Linked DNA regions of Hordeum vulgare: regions 1 and 3 are each linked to region 2. Evidence: chromatin contacts called from public Hi-C data. All regions are on one chromosome and are shown on one strand. The core of a region is the stretch at or near the end of the contact, and the rest is flanking DNA. Distances in the headings are between cores, read along the strand shown.

Region 1 (2,700 bases), core at 141-2,640, 130 kb before region 2:
TATCAAATTCAGCTAATGAGTTGTACACAACGACACTTTTACAACAGCAAGAAAGCGGTACTGGTACTAGAAACGAGTAGGCAGTAAATATTTGTCAACAACTAAAAAGTCTCGAACCTGCTGCCGGGGTCTAGAATTCCGGATCCACTTGAATAATCCATGCTCTGAACACGAGGACCCTCTTGGACGCGACTGCGAAACCAAACAAGAAGACGAGGAGCTGCAGTTTCCAGGCTACGGGCGTCCATACATCCATCCATCCGGATTCGAAACAGAAAAACAGATCCAGACATCCCAATCATCTAGAAATAATAATCTGGTCCACACAAGTAACCACCCACAGCTCACAAACGCGTGAAAAGAAGTTGAAACCGAAAGCAGAGATGACATCGAACAACAATGCTGCAAAGTGTCCATTAAAACCATATCAATTCCTTTGATCTCAGATCCATATCCGCGAGACAAATTACTCGCTTCAGACGACATTTGTAGATAGTTATTATTACTCGGCACCACGAAGGGAAGAAACGAAGAGAAAGAAGCAAAGAATCTGCTAACGTACTAGTACTACGCTCTAGTAATGGCCGCCCTTTTAATCCTTGAGTTATGTACACTTAATTCGCACTTAATCCGCGCCGCACGCACGCACACACGCGAGAGGACGAAATCGATGAAGGAACCAAGAAGAGGATGGAGGGAGGGAGGGAGAGATCATGCCATCTTGGCGGCGAAGCCGGAGGCCATCATGACCTTGAACTCGTCGAAGGAGATGAGGCCGTCGCCGTTCTTATCGACGCCCTCGATCATGCGGCGGCACTGCTGGACCGTGGCCTTCTCGCCGAGGCCGTGGAGCACGCGCGCCAGCTCGGCGGCGGAGATGGCGCCGCTGCCGTCCGCGTCGAACACCTTGAAGGCGAGCCGCAGGTCCTCCTCGTCGTCGCCCGCCGCGGTCGCGTTCAGCGCCGCGAACTCCGCCAGGCTGATGAAGCCGTCGCCGTCCGCGTCCGCCTCCGCCATCATGCGGGACAGCTCGTCGTCGGTCGCCGCGTGGCCCAGGCTCTCGAAGAGGGCCGCCAGCTCCGGCCGCGAGATCCGGCCGTCGCCGTTGGCGTCGAACTTGCGGAACACCCGCTCCATCTCCTCCTCCGCCGTCCGCGCCGGGGACCCCGCGCCCGACGCCGCCCGGTCCCCCTCCTCCTCCTGCTGCTGCGGCGGCGGCGGCGAGGAAGACCGCGACTTGGAGGACGAGCGGCGGCGGAACAGCGACGGCATCTTGATCTTGCCCATCGTCGTCTGCTTCCTTACCGGCGCTGGCAACGGCCGAAGAAACCCTTGTCTATGATTGGCTCGACTCGATTGGATTCGGTGGCGTGCTCGGCGGTGGTCGGTTGCAGGTTAGTTCCGGAGCGGGAGGTCGGGTATTTATAGAGGGGGTCGCGGGCGGGGGCGCCATTGATGAGGAATCGGAGGAAGGAACACAGGAAGGTGTGCGTGGCTAGCTGTGCGTGGGCCGCGCTGGAGGTTGCGCGTGCGCCCACTGACGGTGGGCCCGCGCGGGCCGGGCCCGTCGCGGTTTTTTTACCGGATTGCGCAAACGGCCGCGATGACCCTGTCCACGGGCGGCTGAGGCTCCCTCTCCCTCGTCCCTCCCCTTTGCGTACGTGCTGTGCTGTGGAATCCTTTTCCGGTGCGCCGGTGCGTCTCTTTCGCCGCGCCGGCAAGTCACCCCCACTCTGCATCTTGAACTCCGGCGAACGTTGGCCCTCGTCTCGACCCATGCTCGCTCGGTCCGTGGCCGATGGTTCTCCACGCTTCGTTTTGTGTTTTGTGTACATATATATATAGCCAATAGTTTGCCACGCTTCGGTCGTGCCAATCCACAAACTTGACGGACGCATGGGTCAACACAAGTGAGCCAACATTTGACAAAAAAATGAAGGTGGCATGTCTCTAATATTCCGTAAAGGAACATGATACTGTAGTTATCTATATGTGGCATAATGCCACAGTTTTTTCAACACAGTGAATCGTAGGTGCCAACATACAAATGCGTATACTCAATCCTATAAACACACACCTTATCTTTATGATCGACTTTAAAATACTTTAGTCGACAACGCATTTTGAAATTAACAAAATCACTGCAGGTGTCTTGTAGTTATCGTGAATGTCTTCTTTTCATTGAACAGATATGGCCGAAAGTCTAAAATAAATACTGTAAATGTGATCACCAATATTAAGTTTAGGACTTATTAAACACTAGTGAGTTGGTTGCATCTCAAGAAAACTAAACATTTATGCTCATTTCATCGTAAGAGCATCTCCAATGGCAACCCATAATTTTTCTCATGTATCTGTCCGCACACACGGACATGGAAGGATGCCATTCATCTGTAACTGCATATTTTTTGATAACAATTCAAACCAACCAGGCGAACTTTGTGCAAACCGGGCCAATTTTGATATAAACACGGCAATTTTCATTTAAATAGGATAATGTGTACGTAAAACCCTAAAGTACCCTACACTTGCCGACGACCTCGTACACCATGTCGGGTTGGCTAGCGGCTCCTCTGTCATTGTCGCCCGCTTCTTCGTCGAAGTCGGGCTTCACGCGACGAAAGGTGGCAGCATCGCGGCAGGGCTTCCCGGAAGCCACATGTTGCTCGCGGATGATCCTCTCTGCTCCTCCTCCATCGT
Region 2 (2,725 bases), core at 132-2,631:
TGACCAGAGGTGGCCTAGATGGCTAGATCCGGCAACTCCGACTCCCAGACCCACAAGCGCCGGAGCACGCATTAGGAATAGCCGGCCCCGGGTGGAAGGACGAAGTCAAACTTCTGCACCAGAGGCTCGCCTGCAACGCCGACCCACTAGCAACGCGCGTAACCAGGAGGATTAGGCGCCACATCGGATTTGGCAGTCCAAGTCCGGACGAAGGCAGTCCATGGCGGTCGGCCACCAAGCAGTGGTTAGGCTGGTTGTAATGGGTAGTATCGTATAGTAGTATCATGCATATGATACTAGTCTATGATACCACATCCGTAATGCATAGTATCATAGGATGGTTCATTTATTGCCATGTAAGACACAAAGTAGTACATCATTTAATATGATACGGTATCATGATATGATACTCAACCCTCTCTTTCTACATTTAATTCCATGACACATCATCGAATTTGCCTAGTTGGCATGCATGATACTACTTATGATACTTCTATTACGGACAGCCTTACATGCAAGCGACCTCCTCCGACAGTTCCACGTGAAGTGCAACGTCACCCCCGTCCAGCACCAAGGCTGTGACCATCATCCCGACATCCATCGCCTCATGCCCGAGGGGAGAGGACGCGGCAACCACCGCCCGAGACCCCGCACACCAGCAAGAGGGGGCTAGGCGGCTGGCCATCCAGGAGCACCCGCACCGGCCCGCTCATCACCGTGAACAGATGTCAGGCCGCACTTCCTGCAAGCGTCGACCTAGATCCAAGCCACCGTCGCCTCCCAGGGCATGCATCCACCCTCCACCGCACAGCCGTCCGCACTGCCGCCACACGCCACATCCTACGCCGTCAGCACGCATGGCCACACCGCCGCACCACACGCACGCGCCGCACCACCACCAGGAGGGGACGTCCCGCGCAGCGCCGTCCTGGCTGGAGGGAGAGAAGGTCCCGCCGCCTCCCACACCGACTGGGCTTTGCCCGTCGGCGCACGCTGCCGGCTGCGGGGGAGGGATGAGGAAAGGGAAGGGTGGAGAACGGCAGCGACCTAGGTTCTCCTCAGACGCCCGCGGGGGCAGCGCGAGGGAGGGGAAAGGGGTGGATTTTTTTTTTCATCCTACTCTCACAACCTTTTTCTAAGTTCTTCGGATGCCATTGCTCGCTTGGAAACGTACACAATAGTAGTACTACCACATTAATTGATACGCATGTCAAACAAAGTCACCATCGTTTTGGTAGATTATATTATCTCCTCTGTTTGATCTGCCCACTGCATTCTATATTGTCTAGGTAAACCAAATCGGTTGTCTGACCTGCACCTGCATCAATAACAGTGAGCATCGACCCGATTTCAATGACTCGGTTGAGACACAAATCTTTTTAATCTTTCTCCTTTTGACTGATAAGATAGTTGACTAAGCAAAACTACCAAAAGAATTGCATGTTAGTCCGATCTTTGCTGGACATCAAGAGGCATCAGCACCATTTGGATCAATCAGTTCCCATTAGACCTATAAATGTCGACATCCAAGCTAGTCTAGCACCCCTAGCAAGCTTATCGGCAATGGCGGAACCGGTGAAGCTCATCGGCGCCTTCGGCAGCCCGTTTGTCCACCGCGCTGAGGTGGCCCTGCGCCTCAAGGGCGTCCCATTTGAGCTCATCCTTGAAGACCTCAACAACAAAAGCGAGCTGCTGCTGAAGCACAACCCCATCCACAAGACGGTGCCGGTGCTCTTACACGGTGACCGGCCCGCCGTCTTAGAGTCCCTCCTCATCGTCGAATATGTGGACGAGGCCTTCGACGGCCCGCCGCTCCTCCCCGTTGACACCTACGGGAGGGCCATGGCACGCTTCTGGGCCCAGTTCATCGAGCAAAAGGTATGATTTTCTTCTCAAGTACCACACTTTCTTCACATACCGTGTACATGGCTGGCCATTCATGGCGGATCAACCTTGCCTATGTACATGAAGTGCTCGAGGCCGTTCTGGATGGCGGTGTGGATGGACGACGGGGAAGCGCGGGAGGGGTTCGTAAGGGAGACGAAGGCCAACCTGGCGCTGCTAGAGGCGCGGCTGCAGGGGAAGCGGTTCTTCGCCGGCGACGCGGTCGGGTATCTGGATCTGGCGGCTTGCGGGCTGTCGCACCTGCTCGGCGTGATAGAGGACGTTGCCGGGGCGAGCCTGGTTGATGCCGGCGAGTTCCCTGCGCTCCGCCGGTGGGCGGAGGACTACGTCTCCGATGCGACCGTCAGTGCATGCCTGCCGCCGAGGGAGCAGCTCGCCGCCCACTTCGCCGGGAAGAAGGACCGGATCAAGCTCGCCGTCAACGCAATGATGCAGGGAGCGTAGTTAGTCTGGTGTATGATTTGTCTGTGTTGTGTGTATTATTTGCCTACCGTCCGTGCTGAAATAAAGTTCATAGTTTTTCTTTATCTTTTTTTGAGTGGAAAACAAAGTTTACAGTTCATGTATACTACTCCCTTTGATTCATATTAATTGACCCTGTTTTAGTACAACTTTGGTAATTGATGCTGATTTAATATGGATCGAAGGGAGCAGTGGTATACTTGTTTATTTAGTTGCACTAAATTTTTGTTACGTCTTTTTGTTTCAAATTTATTTTTGTGTGTGTCACCAAGGTTTCGAATTTGGAAAGCAATAAAATTTTGCTGACCCTCGAAACTACCAAAAATTCATAAATTTTGAACATTATTTCAGACAAACC
Region 3 (2,700 bases), core at 164-2,663, 200 kb after region 2:
GGTAGTTTTTCTCACCTGGGACTGGCGGTGGCGGTAGAACAGTTTCAAAGGCCTGGACAAGCATCTCCACCTTCCTCTTCTGAGCACGGGCCAGCTTGTTCACTGTCCTCCTAAGCGCATAGTCAACCATCCACTCCTCGGCATTCTTGCGATCATCGGCCATCTGATGCCTGAGATCAACCTTTTCAGCATCCGGATCAGGCACCACTGGAAGAAAGTTTGGGGCCCTGGGGTTGAATGCCCGGATTCGCTCCCCGCCTCTAGGTGTTCTTCTCCTGGACATGGTCAACCTGTTCCCCTGGCTGGTTGCCGCCCCATCAGCAGTAGGATCAGCACCCACATCTTGGAAATTCATCCCAGCAAATGCACTGGATATGTCGTCCATTGAGGAATCCACTGAAGAGCCGCCACAATCTGCAGGATTGCGACATTGTTCGCCGCCGATCAGCAGTTGTTTCTGGAATTCATTCAATGTGGTGGAAACTGGAAAGAAACGAACAAGTTCAGAAAGAGAAATTTCACCTTTGGACATATTGTTGTTGGCTTGGTATCTTGGACCCAGCTCCTCCGAGATATCAGACCTGCAGCAGGCAGCAGAGTCCTCCTCCTCCTTCTCCTCTGCTGCTTCTTGATCATCTTGGCGATTCCCCTCCTTGCGCCCGGTAGAGGGAGAGGGAGAGGTGGCGGTCGCTGGCAGGTCGGCGAAGCCATCCGAGATGACGTCGCTGGAGCCGCAGGAGCCGTCGACGGAGGCGCCCCACGTGTCCGTCCCGCCCCGGAGACCCCGGGGACCGAAGTTGACGTAGGGGGAGTCCACCTCCTCGGCGGAGAGGCCGCTGCAGCAGGAGCCCGAGCTGGCCGTCTTGGGGCGGGCGCCGGCGCCGGGACACGCCACCTGGAGGAAGAACCCGTCCCCTTTGCCGGCGGCATTGAATGAACTGGGATTGGGATTGGGATTGGTGTTGGTGCTGCGGAACGCGGAGACGCCCCTGTGCTTCATGCTCTGCTCCGTCTTGACGAGGCCCCTGCGCGAAGCCAGGAACGCCCCCAGCGGCGGCGGCGCGGGCGCGTGGCCCTTGTAGGAGCAGTAGGCGTACCGGCAGGCGCGGCGGCCCTCGCCGCCTCCACCGCAGAGGTCGCGGGCGCGGGCGCTCTTCTGCGCGGAGGAGCACGTCGGCCTGGCCGCCAGCGGCGTACCCCCGCCGAGCGCCGCCTCCTTGGGCACCACCGGCTGCGCGGCGGGAGCGGAGGGCGTCGCGGCAGCAAACTCCCGGCCGGTCCTCGAGCCGGAGCTGCTGGTCGGGCGCATGTACCCGGGCGGCGCCCCGCCCCCGGCGCGTGCGCGACCCCCGGTCGTGCGGACACCGCCGGCGGGATCTCCGGGCCTCCTGCGCGGCTGCTTGCAGTGCACCATGGCCTCCTCCTCTGGCGGCGGCGGCGGGCAAGAAAGGAAAGAAAGGCTAGGAGATGGAGATGGAGATGGAGATTGGGGTGGTGATCCTGGCGTGGGCGCGTGCGGGCAGAGGAATAAGGAAGGTCTTGATGGCGGCGAGATGGCGAGACGGTGGTGGATTCGGTCGGATCGGGAAGGGAAGGGAAGGGGGGAGGCGGCCGGGGTGGATGGATGCGTTTGGTTTTGGGTTCTTGGGGTTGGGGGGAGGTGGCGAGATTTTGAATGCCCTGGATCGATCGCGTGCGGTGCGGGGTACAGTATGAGTCGTGGAGTATATCCTCTGCGGGCGTGGGTCCTGTGTGCCGTGTATATGTATATCCTATGCCACCCCACACGCCACGCCGCATCCTGTTTTGCTCGGCTTGGAGGGTTTCATCGGTTTTGCGGCAGATCAGTTGCTGCTTGCTCTGGACTTTGCTGAGGCTTTTATGGCAACTCAGGTTTCACTTCTCCGGGGTTATCCTTGTGGTAACCGAGCTTAGGATAAGCATACTACTCCTTATTACGGTAACTGGGTACTACTCCCTCAGTTCCTAAATATAACACCTTCTAGAGATTACACTATAGACTACATACGGAGCAAAATGAGTGAATCTATACTCTAAAATATGTCTATATGCATCCGTATATAGTCCATAGTGTAATCTTTAAAAGGTCTTATATTTAGGAACGGAGGGAGTAGTGAATTTGGGATCATCTCTTGCGTCGCTTCAAGGCAACAAGTAATGTGTGTGATAATATCGGGCATGACATTTTTGAGGCGCACCTCATTCAAGCAATATAGGGTTTGCGCATTAATTCTTCCATAAATGGCAGTATTTATGCGCTATTCCCTCCGTAAGGAATTTTTTGTCATACGAGTGGATGTATCTAGATATATTTTAATTTTAGCAATGTATTCATTTCTTTCCATTTTTGCTGACAAGTAATTGGGGAGTATATCACAACTGTTAGGGTCCTCAGGTGTGTACGGTTAAATTACGTCTCTGCTCTAAAAACATCCTCCCGGGTTATTACAGCTTGTAGACGTAAAGCAAAAGGACTGATTGTACTAAACCACAAGATAAAGAAAAAAATGTGAAATTGAAGATGTTACCGGAATTTATTTTTGATAACGAAGAGGTGTGGCGATCGCCTTTTTTTCTCTATAAATGACTCATTGTAAACAACAAGATGAAAATATATAAAATTGATGCCATTACCAGAATTTATTTTCCGATAGAAACAAAGACCGAGCGGTCGACCTT

What was found. A called contact is a pair of places that touch in the nucleus more often than the background predicts.
Region 1: a contact with region 2 is called in a Hi-C map of an unstated tissue, with 5 times the contacts expected there. The contact joins the promoter of LOC123445492 here to the promoter of LOC123440936 in region 2. A contact is called at or near these places in 4 of 6 Hi-C or Micro-C datasets (leaf, seedling and an unstated tissue).
Region 3: a Hi-C map of seedling shows a contact between it and region 2, with 2.5 times the contacts expected there. The contact joins the promoter of LOC123442180 here to the promoter of LOC123440936 in region 2. A contact is called at or near these places in 2 of 6 Hi-C or Micro-C datasets (leaf and seedling).

What each region holds. Positions count from the first base shown.
Region 1 is chr3H:596,673,437-596,676,136 of MorexV3_pseudomolecules_assembly, forward strand. LOC123445492 (probable calcium-binding protein CML10) reads right to left here and starts at 1,391. Exons shown (of 1, transcript XM_045122484.1): 1 at 413-1,391. The coding sequence starts at 1,287. The coding sequence ends at 712.
Region 2 is chr3H:596,806,021-596,808,745 of MorexV3_pseudomolecules_assembly, forward strand. It overlaps LOC123440936 (probable glutathione S-transferase), which reads left to right and starts at 1,382. Exons shown (of 2, transcript XM_045117473.1): 1 at 1,382-1,878; 2 at 1,972-2,432. The coding sequence starts at 1,441. The coding sequence ends at 2,349.
Region 3 is chr3H:597,001,268-597,003,967 of MorexV3_pseudomolecules_assembly, forward strand. LOC123442180 (calmodulin binding protein PICBP-like) reads right to left here and starts at 1,414. Exons shown (of 3, transcript XM_045118249.1): 1 at 523-1,414; 2 at 1-414. The coding sequence starts at 1,414.